Linked DNA regions of Sus scrofa: region 1 is linked to region 2. A link is a contact called in public Hi-C data. All regions are on one chromosome and are shown on one strand. Each heading gives the region's core, a stretch centred on a gene start, on an enhancer-like site or on the middle of the called end of the contact. The rest is flanking DNA. Distances are from core to core; before and after follow the strand shown. Region 1 overlaps PLA2G4A (cytosolic phospholipase A2). Region 2 overlaps PLA2G4A (cytosolic phospholipase A2).

Evidence for each region. Hi-C and Micro-C count contacts between places; a contact is called where the count stands out from the background.
Region 1: a contact with region 2 is called in a Hi-C map of embryonic fibroblasts, with 2.3 times the contacts expected there. The contact joins two enhancer-like sites. A contact is called at or near these places in 1 of 47 Hi-C or Micro-C datasets (embryonic fibroblasts) and 1 of 2 datasets of contacts at active chromatin or transcription factors (skeletal muscle).

Annotation. Positions count from the first base shown.
Region 1 is chr9:128,147,671-128,151,349 of Sscrofa11.1, reverse strand. All of the region lies in intron 20 of PLA2G4A (cytosolic phospholipase A2), which reads right to left. Among named protein-coding and RNA genes, the nearest start is that of PTGS2, 290 kb to the right of the region's middle. Within about 2 kb of position 1,914, at least 21 of the 83 cell types and tissues checked have an H3K27ac peak or open chromatin away from gene starts, as enhancers often do. A contact at or near this core is called in embryonic fibroblasts, where this site is marked.
Region 2 is chr9:127,929,196-127,933,009 of Sscrofa11.1, reverse strand. The region is part of intron 6 of PLA2G4A (cytosolic phospholipase A2); the gene reads right to left. Among named protein-coding and RNA genes, the nearest start is that of PTGS2, 72 kb to the right of the region's middle. Within about 2 kb of position 2,154, at least 11 of the 83 cell types and tissues checked have an H3K27ac peak or open chromatin away from gene starts, as enhancers often do. A contact at or near this core is called in embryonic fibroblasts, where this site is marked.

The DNA.
Region 1 (3,679 bases), core at 665-3,164, 220 kb before region 2:
TTTTATATAGCCTGGTGGGTGAAAGAAAGGAAGCAAATAAGCCTTCAGGTTTAAAACTGTGGCAAATGTCATGAAAAAAGTGTTTATTTGCTGTGAGATTTTGCAGTAGACCTGGATTATTGCCTCAGAGTGCTTAATTCATTCCGTGTTATGACTGAGCATCCGCTATGTTCAAGGGATAAGACAGAGGCTGTCCTTGGACGCTTGGAGATTATAAATCAATGGGAAAGACAAATAACAGATATTATAGCGCAGCATGAAAGAGGCAGGGAGCATGATGCATGGCATTGTGCCTAGGCTGTGCCATCTGAAATGTCAGCCCATCTTTGCTGAGTGATCTGAGACAAACTGCTTAACACCAGAGCTTAGCAGCAAAGGAATTCTTTTGTGGGCTGGAGTATGCAGTGATACGCTTCTGATCACACCACACCATGGGATCATAAATAGCAACAAACAAACATGGACCATGTTGGGTACTATCCCTGAAGTAGCAGACTTTTGACCTCATTTTATCTACAGGTCAGCCGTTTCTTACTTCTCATCAACTCATTTGTAAATGAATGAGTTGTAAAATAAAGTTACTACTATTATCTTCATGAGCATTGCTGTGAGGATTAAATGAGATAATATATATATATACATATATATTACATATATATAATTTATATATATATATTTTCTTTTTATGACTTCACCCATGGCATATGGACATTCCCAGAACAAGGATCAAATCAGAGCTGCAGCTGCAGGCCCACACCACGGGCATGGCAACGTAGGATCCTTAACCCACTGAGCAAGGCCAAGGATAGAATCCACAACCTCACAGACACTATGTGGGGCTCTTAACTTGCTGAGCCACAAGGAGAACTCCAATTTTTAAAAAATTCAGTCATCTGTATCTCAGAAAATAAGTGTTTAAAACAACACCTTAAATTTAGAGAAAAAAAACTTTTTTTTTTTTTTTTTTTGTCTTTTCTAGGGCCACTCCCACGGCATATGGAGGTTCCCAGGCTAGGGGTCCAATTGGAGCTGTAGCCGCCGGCCTACGCCAGAGCCACAGCAACGTGGGATCCGAGCCTCGTCTGCAACCTACACCATAGCTCGCAGCAACACCGGATCCTTAACCCACTGAGCAAGGCCGGGGATCGAACCTGCAACCTCATGGTTCCTAGTCGGATTCGTTAACCACTGAGCCACGATGGGAATTCCCTTTCACTATTCTTGGTGCTTCTGAAATTTCCTGAATTTTAAGTTGATCGCCTCTCTCCATGCCATTTACTGAGAAATGAAAATCTGGGAAGACAAAGGCCTTCATTTATATTAAGGCCTCTGTTTCATAAACTGTTAAGCTAAATGTGATTATATTTCTCTGACAATCTCATGTATATTTACTTTGCTTATTTGAAACTTGAGAAACCTTTTTCTCTTAAGTGATTTTTCCTATTATTCAGCTTATTTCTTGTCTAGCACTGCTCGCAATTATTCATTAAGGATTATTCAACATCAAAATAAAACTAAAAGTTCACGCTGGAATTGCGTGAGAAGGAGGAAAAGAGCGAGCTTTCGAGTATTTACAAACATGACTCAAGGGTATGACCAATGATGTGTGCTGTGTGGAGAAAGAGGAAAGGGAATTGCGTGAGGTGAAAGAGCAACTTATTTTTAGACAGATGTTTTCTACTGGAATCAGGAAGTGATGGAAACTTTCCCTTTCCTTATATGATCCTAATGTGGAAGAGATTAAAAACCAATGACTGTAAAGGCAGTGATTACCGGACGGAAAAACCACCTCCTCTCTGATAGCCCATTTCTCTGTTTGTAAAGGCTGAGAAACAATGACACAACTATGAGTAGAGCAGACGAGTTTGAAAAGAGTATTCCAGAAGAATGCAGTGAGTAAAAAAACCTGCTGCTCCACAAACTGCAGCAGTACAGCAGAAGCATGTTCTCACTGTCCAGTCTGGTTACTCTCTGACACTCATATGCTTCAGATTTCCACAGACGAATTCATGCTCAATTTACATAGGACTAACTAAAACTTATTTTCTCTGGAGATAAAAATTTGATAGTATCCTTCAGAGTGATACTTTGTAACATGGTTGTGCTCTTTTTTTTTTTTTTTTTCTTTCTTTGGTCTTAGGGCCGCACCTGGCATATATGGAGGTTCCCAGGCTAGGGGTCCAATCAGAACTGTAGCCGCTGGCCTACGCCAGAGCCCCAGCAACTCGGGATCCGAGCCATGTCTGCAACCTACACCACACCTCACAGCAATGCCAGATCCTTAACCCACTGAGCGAGGCCAGGGATCGAACCCGCATCCTCAGGGATGCTAGTGGGGTTTGTTAACCGCTGAGCCACAAGGGGACCTCCTTGTACTCATTTTTGAGAACTAAAACATCTTGGAGGAATAGGAAAAACACTCTAAATAACAGAAATATATTCAAACTGTAGTGTGAATGGCATATACATGCCATTTTATTTATTTAAATATATATTTGAATTTAAATTTAAATATATTTATATACATGTAATATAATAAATTAGCTTTTCTCTAGAGGAAATGAGTTTGTTTTCTGTATAAACTCAGGATATGTGTTTAAGATGTTTCTCATTAGTTAAAACCTGTTTTTAGCTTAGAGAGCGGTATGGAGTATAATCATGTAAATAAATTTACATAATTTTCAAAAATTATTGAAGCAAATGAGATACAATGGATAGAAACTATAACTTAGAATTCATTATTTCATGGTTATGGCCCTTCTGATTTCCAGTAAAAAGCATGCTGGTATTTGGATCCAAGCGTTTATAATGCAACAGGCATGAAAATAATTTCCTATATCAAACAGTGTAGAATTTATAGAGCACTTTGTACTTCTCATTAGTTCTTCTTCCCTAAGAGGTTACTCTAGGTTTACATAAATATGTCAGGAAAAATTAACGTTGTGTGTATCTGCTCATCCTCAATGACCAGTACAGGTATGGTGGGTTGAATGGTGGCCCTCCAAAAGGTAGGTCCATGGCCTGACCCTCGGACCAGTGAATGCAAACTTATCTGGAAAAGGAGTTTCTGCAATGTAACTAAGGGTCTAAAGATAAGATCACCGTGGATTATCTGGACAGGCTATAAATCCAATGACAAATGTTCTTATAAGAACACACACACACACACCCACAGAAGGCCATAGAAAGCCAGAGGCTGAGGTTGGGGTTATGTAGCCACAGGCCAAAAAAAAAGCCTGGAGCTACTGGAAGCTGGTTTGGCTATGATGGTTCGACCCAAACCAAACATCTTAAGGACATCATACACAGAAGTTCTAAACAAAGGATCATACCAGGATGTCAACAAATACATCAGGTTAGTGTGGAAAAAAAAAACCCAGATTCTTTACGTCTTTTTTGTGGGTAAATGAAATTCTGACTTCGAGTGAAAATACAGGGAGATAAAGTTAATTTACATACATGATTTTTGCAATTGTGAAGACTAGCTCATTTCAATTTTTCCTTGTTCTCTCCTCCTTTTCTCCTTTTTTTCACTGCCTCTTTCTCTCCTTTTTTCCTTCCTTCTTTCCTTTTACTTTTAAGAGAAGGAGCCCACTGTTCTGGGTTCTACTCACTATACCTTTAAAAGGGCACTGAAAAACAGATTTATATCTAATATATGGTGATATAGTATAAAATA
Region 2 (3,814 bases), core at 905-3,404:
GGGTTTTTCCCTCCCCTTGAGTGAGTCCTGCACCTTTGCACGGAATCCAGGGCAGAAGGGCCCCTTGCCCAGAGGGACCTCGTATACCCACTGCAGGCACGGTCCGGGGCCAGGAAGTTGCCAGTGTGGGGAGCAGGGGCCTGCTGTGCTCCTGGTCCCCTGCTCACTCGTACCTAAGACCACCAGACTCCAGGGTCCTGCTTGCCTTTCCTGAGGCGAGGGCAGTGATTAACTGGGGAAGTCAGACACTCATCATGGGTAAGGGCTGTGGAGGCCAACAGCTCTGTTTTAAAGATGGGAAGCCACAGAACAGTGAGACTAAAGTGGGGTGCTTGCACAGCATCAGCCAGGTGGGGTTTGGGATCCATCCCAGGGAGATGTCACCAGACACTCCTGACCCAAGCTGGTCAGGTCTGGGATGGGTATGCTTTTAGCATAAATTCATATTATGGGGGAATTAGTCCAGGTGCTGATGGCTTCTGACCATCACCTCCTCAACTAAACTGGGGCTGTAGAGCACACCAGGCACCTTTCAGGCACCCAGGGTCACTGGAGTGACAGCAAAGTGCTATGGACCCATCCACTGGGATGTCACTGCCACATGGGAAGCAGCACAAGGGACAGGAGTGTGAACTAGGCGACAAGGATGAAGCTGATTGTGTGTGACCTTGGGCAGGTCTTGTGCCTCTTTGGGGCTTCACGTCTCCAGCAGTAAGTGGAAGGAATGGACAGGGGGCCAACCGTGTGATGGGCCACAGCGGTGGCTCCAGCCTTGTCCCTGGCTTCAGTGCAGTGGGAGAGGAGACATGTATAAACAGACTTAAAAGTTCTAGAGGACTAGGGTGGTGAAAAAGGACTGTGCCAGGGACTGACGGAGCCCTGAGAAAGGTCAAGTAATGTCACCTGGGGAGGATGCCACGATAAGACTGTTATGAAAGAGCCCGGCATACCTGAATCTTTCCACCACCCCAACCTGGGCCTGTCCTGGAGGCAGCCTAAGAAATGTCTTATCACCTTAGTGCTCTCCTCCCTGTCCTCAGGGGCTTCCCAGGCTTGCTGAAAGGAAGTCTCTCCTCCTCTGAAGTTCCGTTGTTTATTGCAGGAGGTTGGGAGGTAGGGTCAGAGAGACCAGGGCTCAAGATGCCCTGACAGCCATGAGTTTCCAGACACACCTAGAATCTTCTCTTGTCCTATCTCTGCTTAAAACCTTTCAAGCCTATCTCTGCCTTGCGGATAAAGAACAAACTCTTGAGCATATCAAGGCTTTGGGCAGCCAGACTTGTCTTCAGATTAGACTAGGATCTCTTACTCTTGGTGCTGCTGACATTTGGAGTTGGGGGGCTGTCCTGTGTGTTGCGGCATGTGTGGGAACATCCCTGGCTTCTGCTTATTGGACATCAGTAGCGCACACACTCCCCAGCTGTGATAAACAAAAATGCTTCCAGACGTTGCCGAATGTTCTCAGACTCACTCCTGCTGGAGAAGCACTGGACTAGAGGAGGGTCAGCTTTTTTTATTTCCAAGAGTGCGGCTTACTACCTCTCATAATACCTTTCCCATTCCCCCCCTCTACCTGGCTGAACCTCCCTGGTCCCACAGATCACAGACACCCTCTCCCCCAGAAGTCTCTCTGACCCCCTCAGACTGGGTCAAGTGACGCCTCTGGGCTCTGAAGCCAGACTAGCTCCCTAACCCAGCCCTGCCCACCCGGGGTTATCACCATCTGGGGGCCAATTTGTATGTCTTTCCCACTGGACTAGGTGCCCCAGGAGGACAGAGACTCCATCAGCACTGTGTCCCCAGGGCTGCCAAGCTCAGAGCCAAGGGCAAAGCAAGAGCTTAGTATACCTGGAATGAATGGACTTTGAAACAGAAGCTAGGCTGAGATGGAATTTCCTGATGCCCATCGTGGGTGGAAACTGGCAGCCAGCAAGGACCTGCTGGAAAGTCAGGCTGCCTCCTGGCCCCTGCCTGGCCCTCAGGGTCTCAGCTGCTTCTCAGCCCTCCTGGGCCGCTTAGCAGATGTTCCTACGAATTGTGAGAGATTGGAAACAGAAGTCCAAAAGCAAGAACAGTGTCTTAGTCACTGCTCTGTCCACAGCCGCCGCTACCCCGTCCTGACTCGTGGGGCCCAGCACAGAGCAGCCAGATGCTCGGCCCAGACTCACACCCCAGCCAGCCTGCTCTGCCTGTAGTCATGGGCTCAGACACAGGACCCAGAGCCCTGCCATTCATTCCTTCAGCTAATGTGCTAATCCTGTGCTAATGCTGGAAGACACAGCTGGGAAAAAAACAGAGGCCCCTCCCGCTTGGAGCTCTGCTCCGGAAGGAAGGGGAGAGGGTGGACAGGGACATACAGTGAACAAGGTAAATAAGGGAAATACACAGCAGCTCGGATGGCGATAAGGGCCATGGAAAGAAAGATATTTGGGGAGGGGGGGTGGGGAGCAAGGGGGGATGGGTAGGAGGGTTGTCTTTTATTTATTTTTTTTTGTCTTTTTGCCTTTTCTAGGGCCGCTCCCAAGGCATATGGAGGTTCCCAGGCTAGGGGTCTAATCAGAGTTGTAGCTGCCGGCCTACACCACAGCCACAGCAACACGGGATCCGAGCCGTGTCTGCGACCTACACCACAGCTCACGGCAACGCCGCATCTTCAACCCACTGAGCAAGGCCAGGGATGGAACCCGCAACCTCATGGTTCCCAGTCGGATTCGTTAACCACTGTGCCACGACGGGAATTTCTGTCTTTTAAATAGGGTGTTCTGGAAGGACTTCTCTGAGAGTGACAGACCCGAAGAATGTGAGAGAGGGACTCTGCAGACACCTGGGGAAGAGTGTTTGGGGGGAGGAGAACAGCCAGAGCCAAAGCTCTGCCGTGGGAGGTGATGGGAGGTGCCTGGAATGATGAAGGTACAGTGAGGAGGCCAATGGGGGAGGGGCGGGTGCATGAGGGGAGAGAAGTGAGCACAGAGAGGCAGGGAGGGGGCCAGATCACACCAGGCCTTGGGGGCCATGGTGAAGACTTAGCCTTTCCAATGAGGGAAGGGGAGCTGCAGAAAGACTGCCTCTTTATGGAGGTATGATTTAGATACCACTCTTAGTACTGGGTTCGGTGGCCTTGGGTATATGCATGCAGTTGTGCGGTGCACCTGTCATCACAGCCCAGCCCATCTGAGAACACTTCCATCCCCTCAGAAAGATCCCTCTTCCCTTCTGCAGAAACTTCTGCTCCCAACCCCAGCCCTGGGCAACCCCTAAGGTGCTTTCTGTCACCATAGTTTCACCTTTTCTAAAGCTTCCTTATAAACAGAACAACAATAACCACAAATTCATATCTTATTTAATATGGCTTTTTTTTTTTAGTACTTTGTCTCTGGTGGTAACCTCAAAAATAAAGATACAACTCAAAATCACAGCACTATTGTCTTCTGAGGCATGAAGAGGCCTGATGAGTTACTACATCATAAAGTAAGTCACAGTAAGAAAAGAAAAACAGAGGATGTGATATTGAGACTTCAAAATCCTATTGTGGGAGTTCCCATCGTGGCTCAGTGGTTAAGGAACCCAACTAGTAACCATGATATTGTGGGTTTGAGCCCTGGCCTTGCTCAGAGGGTTAAGGATCCAGCGTTGTGGTGAGCTGTGGTATAGGTCACAGACGTGGCTTGGATCCCGCGTTGCTGTGGTTCTGGCCTAGGCTGGCGGCTACAGCTCCGATTGGACCCCTAGCCTGGGAACCTCCATGTGCCGAGGGTGCGGCACTGTTTAAACTTTTCACCCTGTTGAAGCTCTCTCCAATGAAAACACTCTTGAG